Regions from separate parts of the Hordeum vulgare genome. Here region 1 is linked to region 2. A link is a contact called in public Hi-C data. All regions are on one chromosome and are shown on one strand. The core of a region is the stretch at or near the end of the contact, and the rest is flanking DNA. Distances in the headings are between cores, read along the strand shown. Region 1 holds the start of LOC123451147 (histone H4). Region 2 has its middle 52 kb from the start of LOC123420243.

The links. A called contact is a pair of places that touch in the nucleus more often than the background predicts.
Region 1: a contact with region 2 is called in a Hi-C map of leaf, with 3 times the contacts expected there. The contact joins the promoter of LOC123451147 here to the enhancer-like site in region 2. A contact is called at or near these places in 2 of 6 Hi-C or Micro-C datasets (both in leaf).

The regions. Positions count from the first base shown.
Region 1 is chr1H:505,266,259-505,270,714 of MorexV3_pseudomolecules_assembly, reverse strand. LOC123451147 (histone H4) reads left to right here and starts at 2,331. Exons shown (of 1, transcript XM_045128156.1): 1 at 2,331-2,893. The coding sequence starts at 2,396. The coding sequence ends at 2,707.
Region 2 is chr1H:505,169,086-505,173,812 of MorexV3_pseudomolecules_assembly, reverse strand. No RefSeq gene overlaps it. Among protein-coding and RNA genes, the nearest start is that of LOC123420243, 52 kb to the right of the region's middle. Within about 2 kb of position 3,017, at least 3 of the 3 cell types and tissues checked have open chromatin away from gene starts, as enhancers often do. A contact at or near this core is called in leaf, where this site is marked.

The DNA.
Region 1 (4,456 bases), core at 1,082-3,581, 98 kb before region 2:
GAGGGCCTATGCGTCAGGAAAAGAAAAGAAAGGTGAGAAGGAAGAGAAGGACTCCACTTTCCAATCCTAGTTGGACTAGGATTGGAGTAGGACTCCTCCTCCTCCCTAGTCGGCGCACCCTTGAGGGCTTGGCCCTCAAGGCAAGCCTCCTCCCCCTCCCTCCTATATATAGTGGTAATTTAGGGTTGATTTGAGACAACTTTTGCCACGTGCAACTCAGATCTAGACACCATAGTTTTACCTCTAAAACGTATTTCTGCGGAGCTCGGGTGGAGCCCTGCAAGAGTAGATCCTTCACCACCGCCGGAGCGCCGATACGCTGCCGGAGAACTCATCCGCTTCTCCGTCTTGCTTGCTGGATCAAGAAGGCCGAGATCATCGTCGAGTTGTACGTGTGCTGAACGCGGAGGTGCCGTCCGTTCGGTACTAGATCGTGGGACTGATCGCGGGATTGTTCGCGGGGCGGATTGAGGGACGTGAGGACGTTCCACTACATCAACCGCGTTCACTAACGCTTCTGCTGTACGATCTACAAGGGTACGTAGATCACTCATCCCCTCTCGTAGATGGACATCACCATGATAGGTCTTCGTGCGCGTAGGAAATTTTTTGTTTCCCATGCGACGTTCCCCAACACTATGGGTGGCGCACCAGCCCTTAGTGGGCTGATGGGACAGTCCAAGAGGGCCTATGCGTCAGGAAAAGAAAAGAAAGGTGAGAAGGAAGAGAAGGACTCCACTTTCCAATCCTAGTTGGACTAGGATTGGAGTAGGACTCCTCCTCCTCCCTAGTCGGCGCACCCTTGAGGGCTTGGCCCTCAAGGCAAGCCTCCTCCCCCTCCCTCCTATATATAGTGGTAATTTAGGGTTGATTTGAGACAACTTTTGCCACGTGCAACTCAGATCTAGACACCATAGTTTTACCTCTAAAACGTATTTCTGCGGAGCTCGGGTGGAGCCCTGCAAGAGTAGATCCTTCACCACCGCCGGAGCGCCGATACGCTGCCGGAGAACTCATCCGCTTCTCCGTCTTGCTTGCTGGATCAAGAAGGCCGAGATCATCGTCGAGCTGTACGTGTGTTGAACGCGGAGGTGCCGTCCGTTCGGCACTAGATCGGAGCGGATCGTGGGATGAATCGCGGGACGGTTCGCGGGGCGGATTGATGGACGTGAGGACGTTCCACTACATCAACCGCGTTTCTTAACGCTTCATGCTGTGCGATCTACAAGGGTATGTAGATCCAAATCTCCTATCGTAGATGGGCATCACCATGATAGGTCTTCGTGTGCGTAGTATTTTTTTTGTTTCCCATGCAACAATCCTCAACACCCGTATAGCGGTCAAACCTCGTCGGAGCAAACACGCCGCCGGAGTTTGTTGGAATCCGTCCTAAACTGGCCGGAATTCATCACCGCACGTCGGAACAGGCCGCTAGACGCCGCAATCGATCGTCGTCGGTTTGAATTGGACGAGTTGGACCTCGCGAGCGCGACATGCAAAGGGGCATGGCTCGGCCGATGTGGCTCGCAACAGAGCAAGTCGCTGACGACGGAGACGACGGGGCGCCGGCGAGGCGACAAGGCGTGGCCGACGATGTTGGGCGCGACCGGCGTGGTGATGGGGCGCGGCCGACGGGCGACGGGGCGCGTTCGACGGGGTTGGACGCGACCGGGGTGGCCGGCACGACATCCTGGAGGAAGGGGCGGCAGTCGTTGGACCGAAGAAAGGATCTCTTAAAATGCCTTTTTAGATTCGTATTGTATCTCAGTTTTACAATTTATCTTTTTAGAGGGTGTGCTAGAGATGCTCTTAGAACGGACGTTGATCCTAGTTTTCGCTTTGGTTGTGGCCAAGTCAAACCAATTACTTTTGATATTTATTTGTAACCGAACTGCGCCTATGCAACCAACATAATAATCTGAATATTGAGAAAAATGCACCATGTTCATTAACAACTCCTTGAACTGGTAGGGGAATCGGTCAGATTAAGCATGAACGCACCAATTTAGGCTTGGAAGTCAGACTTAATAATAAATGGAGAGACTAGATTAGAGTTTATTAATTATATTTGCATGAAAAATTCGCGGCAGGGAAACACCCCGCTCAAAAATCCATGGAAAACATCCGGTCGCTGCTCTCATTCCCGCACAAACCCACCACAAACCTCACAAAAGAAGCACACCTCCCCGCCACGTCACCGATCCGCGCCACCCCTCCCCGCCATCTCGCCCATCCAACGGCTGACACCCTTCATCACGCGGATCGCCCTCTCTCCCCTCCCACAAACCCCGCAGCTATAAATTGCCGCCTCGCCACACGCTCCACCGCACCAAGCCACCTCATCCCTCCACCAACCACGAGTCAAACCCACCGCAGCAAAGGGACAGCGGCGGAGATGTCGGGCCGTGGCAAGGGAGGAAAGGGGCTCGGAAAGGGCGGCGCCAAGCGCCACCGGAAGGTGCTGCGCGACAACATCCAGGGCATCACCAAGCCGGCCATCCGTCGCCTGGCGCGCCGCGGCGGCGTGAAGCGCATCTCGGGGCTCATCTACGAGGAGACCCGCGGCGTGCTCAAGATCTTCCTCGAGAACGTCATCCGCGACGCCGTCACCTACACCGAGCACGCCCGCCGCAAGACCGTCACCGCCATGGACGTCGTCTACGCGCTCAAGCGCCAGGGCCGCACCCTCTACGGTTTCGGCGGTTAGGCCCGCCAGATCCGTCGCCCGCGGAAACCAGATTAGGAGCTAGCCTCTGTTTAGGATTCATGTTCTGTTGTGGGGTAATTGCAGTATCTCGCTGTCTTGTTTCCTCTGTTCTGCTGTTTGGTGCATGGACAAACTGATCACTGCTGGTTTGCTAGAATGGAATGGAATGGAAATTTCACCCTTGAATTCTTATGCAATCTCCTAGCTCTGCTGATATCCCGGTTCTGTCGCTCTGTATTATCTTTGTCCTCAAATTAATTGATGTGTGCTACAGTGTTCGATTTGAATGATGCCTGAATTTTTTCTATCTGAATTTCGTAAGTCCACCACAATCTGATTTAAATCCCAAATTCGAGAACCCGTTGAGAAGTAGCTGCAGAACAGAGAGGAACTGAACCGTGTGTTGATAATATGGTAGAAGTGTCTTGATAATTGTTCGTTTATTGATGAAAAGAATGTGGCACAAATTGCAGGTAACCATAGGCGCCATGGAGTGGGGGAAAGTCTACTTGGTGGAAGACGTTGTGACGGAGGCTGCAGCCTGCAGGTGATTGCTTCTTGCCTCTGCAATTCGCTTGGTAGTTCCAGACTTGTGTCCCAAGTTCAAACAGAGCCACATTAAGTATTCTATTCCATAAAATACAAATTTCGCAATGCTTAGTGAATTGTCAATCGAAGATTAATAAATGGTGCATGCTGGGTCACTGTCGACTAGTTAACTGCATATTCATATCCATCCATAATGTTGTGTGGTTCCTCACACACCATTAGGATTACTTAGCGTAATCTTTTGGTTTTGTTGAATTACATGATACAGTCTTCTTTAGCATAGGCCATGCTGATATTTAGGGCCAAAAGCTTGAATCATTTTTGTTCTCTCCGTGGTACTGTATATCATCACCTTATGCTACTTCGACTGATCTTTTGAAGTGGATGGAACAAAGCGAAAAACTGGCCACAGACCTGTTGAAAATGGCTGCTGAAAATCTAGGAAGGTTGAAACGGAGCTGCTCGTCCAAATGCAGGTCTTCTTCTCTTGCCCGGGAAACTGGTGGAGCGTTCTTCTTTGATTAATTATATTAGAGTGACCCAAATTATTAAGACAAAACCAATCCACAATCATATCTTTTATCTTCATATTTCAATATTTGCATAGCAACCGCCGTCGATACAAATTCTTCAATAGTAAACAAACAATTTTTTTGCTATCCTCTAATATTACAGGGTGTTGACCATAATATGACAAGCATAGTCAAAAAATAATGATGATGAGGTCCTTGTTCTTGCTGCTTGTAACAGTACATATGCTCTGGATCTGGGTAGAGAATATTTAATGAATTATTCATCTAATTGCATCGTGCATCTTTCTTAGAAGAAAAATAAGTTGTGCATCTGTGTTGTGTTTTTCACTTATTCTTACAGTATTGAACATGTCATACCTGTGCCCCAGCCTGCGCGGTTACGTCTCGAACAATCACACCTACATTTCACCGCCTGACCTTAAAGCTAGGTAATGCAGGTTCAAGGTAATGAACTGGCAAAAGAATTTTTTTGGCATTGCTACTAACTTCTGTTACCTTGACAGCTTGACATCTGACATTGATGTACTGAATTTTCTACTCAGACCTATGCGGTTTTTCCAGGTAATAATTTTGATTGCTACAGAAGTTCAAGTGTCACATCAAGCCAAGGTGTCGAGGTAAATTCATTCTAGAGATCCTATATGCAAATACCAAGTGATACTTCACA
Region 2 (4,727 bases), core at 1,768-4,267:
AGCTTGTAGAAAGTGGTGTAGTCGCCGTTGCCGTTGTCGTCATTGCCGCACGTTCCTCCGCCGTCGTCGCCGGGGTAGCGTTTGGCCATTTTTTGGGAGAAAAGGGAGAGAAGGCGTCGGTGGCGAAGAAGAAGAGAAGAGAGTATCGACGGGAGAGGTGTGTGGCCACCGACTAGGGGGGGGGGGAGGGGGGAAGTCGCCTAATATAGCCACGAGCGGGCGGGCACACAGAGCGACGGCGTGTGAACGCGTGGCAGGAACCGACGGGACGTGCGTCGTTAGGACGCTCGTCGTTGCGTCTTCACTGCGGCGCTCGTTAATCAATGGAAGGCTGAGCGGCAGCGCAGCTTTCGCATTGATTCCCGTAGAAAACGAGGCGATGAAGACGACGACGGCGCGTCCAGTTGCTAACTCGACGGGTCAATCATTTTTTTTGCGTTAAACGGTTCTTTCGGCGCCCCCGGACGACCCTCATTGCGCTGGGTTCGGCATGAAACCGTTGGGCCAAATTTGGGTCCGAGCCGACCAAAAACAGGTTCCTTTTTTTTAGAACCGGGCTTCTTCCCTTTCCATTAAAAGCATAACAGAAATACACAGTTTTTGGATCTGAGATCAAAGAGAGAAAAGGGAAAGAAAAGAAGCGAGTTCAGAGCAGTGCTAGGAAACCCATCGCCTTGCGCCTGTCATCAGGAACACAAGGCTATGGGGCGAAAACCTAGCAAAAACAGGTTCATGAGGTCACGAGTGGATAGTTTTCCCCGTGGGCGGACAAAAATGGCCGAAAGGCGTTTATTGGGGGCGCGGCTGGATATGCTTAGCTTGCGGGCTGCGGCCAAGCTCCCGCCGGGGGACGCCACGTACGTCCAGGCCGATGCGACGCGCAGCGGCAGCGTGCACATCACTGGCCGAATTAATTGTCGCTCCGTTCTCAACAGACTTGTACACTTACTACGGCCGGAGCCCATCGACGAGATGAGACAGTCCCACCCCCAATTGCTATCCATCGGCGCCAGCGTTTTTCTCCGGTTTTGACAAGCAACGCCAAGCCGAGACCGACGTCGATCGAGCCACAGGGTGCCAGGAGCCGACCTCTCTGCCGCGCGCCTGACACCTGTCGCCGGCGGTTCGTTTTCCGGCCCGTCGTCTCGTCCGTCCGTCGTGGTAAAAAAGCGTTGTTTTGGCCCTGTCCGCCGCCGCTACTGTCCCGACCGCGACGCGACGGCGACCCGGACGGACACGTACGCGGGTCTTGACGGCGACGCCGGCGGTGCGTCCCTGTCAAAACAGTTTTCGCCGCGTTGAACTACTACTGCTACTCTTGCTGCTAAATCCAGCGCACAGCTCGTGGGACGAGCGTTGCCGTAGCTGTGTTCGTGTGTGATTGTTGCATGATCGGTGCCGTGTGTCCAAGCTTCTAGAATCCGCGCTGCGTTGTACTATCATCCACCAGACCACAGTAGTATAGTGGCGAGCTGCATCGTCATGTATGCATGCAACGTGAAGAGGCCAGGGGCTTCTTTGATTCAAAAGAATTATGTAAGATTTTTGGAGCATTGATATTGTTAGGATCTTTTTCTATATATATTGATCTTTTGATTTATTGGATTGGATCTCATAATAATTTTTTCCTATGTACTCCATCTTTTGTACTACATTTCTTAGAAAATCTAACATTCATTCCAACCCCTTTTTATAGCTTCTTTGTTTTTTCTGTAACATCAAACACTCCTTGTTAATATTGTATGGTTCCAATGAACATGCCACTCTAACCCTATATTTATTCGATTCCTGCATTTTTAAAATCCCGCGAATTAAAGAGGCCCTAGCTCTTGCAGGCCACAAGGTCGGAACAAAGTGGAGTCTAAGAAAACACATGTCATTCCCTGTCAGTGACTCGATGATGATGCCGTGTTGATGGTGTTGATAACTTGACGACGCGGGTGGTATCCGGCCTAGCAACTAGTCTAGGGCCGCGGTTGCCAAATCCGACATCCTATACGTCTATAGTCGTATCCGGGCATGTTCATGGACAGTGACTGGGCAATCCTCAAATTGCTTCGTTCAGGGTCGTGTATTTCGAATCTGGTACCATATATCCATACTAAAGCATGAAATATGAATAATATCTACATAGATCATCAAATTGACGTCAAAATGCACATATAATGTACAAATGATCACAAAAATATCTTTACAGTTCACATAATCGATATAGACAACACAGAAGTTTAAACTAGATTACTAAGTATTTGAAATGGAAGACGAAGGCGGTGGAGGTTCACCACTTCCTTTGCCTTTTGTCCTTCTGGTCTCCGGCGTTGACGTAGGCGTTCGGAAAGGAAGTGGGTTGTCGGAGATATCCAAGGAAAAGGAAAGGACGGAGTAGCCCTTCAACTTCCAAACAATGCGTTCCTGCTTGCAATTGATCTTGGCCACTCGCCTCGTCTTTGTCGCCGCCTCGCGCGCGTACTGATCAAGGCCCAGCCAGAGCACCTTTACGTTCTTCCTCCAGAGCTGGCTGGCGTTCGTCTCCTTCGTCGTAAGTGACCGGAAATAGACCCACGTGAGGAGCCGTTCCTCCTTCCCAGATACCATCGGCATCCGGTTGGGGTGGTAGGATGACTACGCAACCGCTTCCGACGCGGCCATCCTCTCCTTTGCACGTAGCCACTCACGGCTAGCAACGCGCGCCTCCATGACGCTAGTAGAGCGGGCACTGAAACCCATCGCTGCCCTTTTGACCGGAGTGGAGAAGGTCGATGAAGGGGCGACGCGGATTGAGCTGTCACACGAAGCTGCGAGCGGGGCGGGAAGGGACCTTTGTGGCGTCGGCGCTGTGGTCGCGGGTGACACGTGGCACCACAAATTTGTCCCTGTCGCCGGCCATGTCCACCCGAGCCCGCTGCAACGTGATGCGGAGGGTCAAACTGTCCCTGTCGCCGGCCGCATCATGGAGGAACACGTCCCAATCATTATCATCGGAGTAGTTAGAGTGGTTTTCGGTGCTGGACATGCTGGAAGGAGATCGGGAGGTGACATATTGAATAAAGGGAGGAAAAGAGACAAAGACCGGAAAGGAGTGAAGTGAGGTTAAGGTTCGATCCGGTTGGGATTTTTGTGGGGTCATGGTGGGCCAGAGATGGGTCGGGTTAATGTGGCAGAAGCCGCAGGCGCGCCTAGACCGTCTCATATCTGTCCCACATTTTGATTAAATTTGATGGGTGCCAAACAACTTGAACGTTTGAGGCCGTATTGAGGCGCATATGAGTTTTTTTTTTGACCGGCTGATGACCCTGTTTTTTCGGACGTTTGAGATCAGTTAAAACACCCAGCTATAGATTTTAAAAGACATGAGTACATGAAATCGGACATTGTACATGAATGACCGGTCGACTTGAATACTCACGGGGCAAGACAGGTGATTATGGCGGACTAAACTTTTTCCTAATAATATACACATACATATATGTATTATTGCATTATTAAGAAAGAAGCACTAAAAACATGAAGAAACCCTTTCGGCCACTACAATTCAAATCGTAAAGCTTAGTACCCAGCACTCCGCACTACAATACATATGCTATACCTAAACTTACCTCTCGTGTCAATGGCGATAATGCAAGCCGAAAATCAATCAAGTCGTATCAGTACCAACACTGGAGACCTCTGACCACGTCTGAGAACACAGACCAACGTACCCCATCAGTTACGCCAAGAGTACATCAACAAATGAACAGGAGGGCCTGAACGGATCTAGAGAACGCTTGATAATTATTTTTGGCGAACTGGCAGCAGTAAACTGATGGGCTCTTCCCAAAAGAAGATGAAATCCGATGGTTCTCTCATTTAGGATTCACAATTGTGATGGTTTCGGCAATTTACTCCATCAGACTCATACTTGGTCGCTGGACCACACATCGCCTTCGCCTTCGCCTTCATTAATCTGATTTAGGATTAATGAAAGAAAAATGAAACCCGACGGTTTTCTGATTTATTAGGATTCACATTTGTGGTGGCTTTCTGCAATTTATTCCGTGGTGGGATTAACTTCAGCCGTAAAATAGATGTCAGCTCAAGTGTTCTGTGGTCATGGCCCTTGGTCCTGGCCGAGCACGCATGGCTGGCGGGCAGGCACTGCCATCTGTTTCAAACTTCAATAACCACGGCCCTACTTCATACGGCGACGTGCCCAATCCAGAGGCATAACTGGCAATCGTGTCCGTTTTCATTCAATTATTATTCGAATTTTCGTACAATGTCATTTTCCTTGATTGTTAGTTCAGCAAACAGTGCAAAGCATTATAACAAACTCGATCGTGTGGACCAGCATGGTTCGGCCACATTGATTACGTTTCAGAGAGAAAAATGCGTGGGAGATTATCTTGTCAAGTGTGTGTGGCTACGTGTCATTTTTGCACTGTTGCTTGTGATACTAACTTTTTTATTTTCCTTTTATTTTTGAACGCAAGATTGTTTCTCAGCTTGAAAAGGAACATGATTGTGTGGGATAACTGGATAAGTGTGAACGAACTCGTCTCTAGACGACAAGTGAGTACTTTTGCAGTTGCTTCATGCACCAACCTTTCAGCGGGACCATGGGATGATCGAGTTGTGAACTACGATCTAGACGTCTGATTTCAGCTAAGAAGCAATCTGTAGGTAATTATTAAGATTGTATGTGCAAGAGCAACTCTAGTCTAAAACGTTGATAAAGTTAATTCACATGT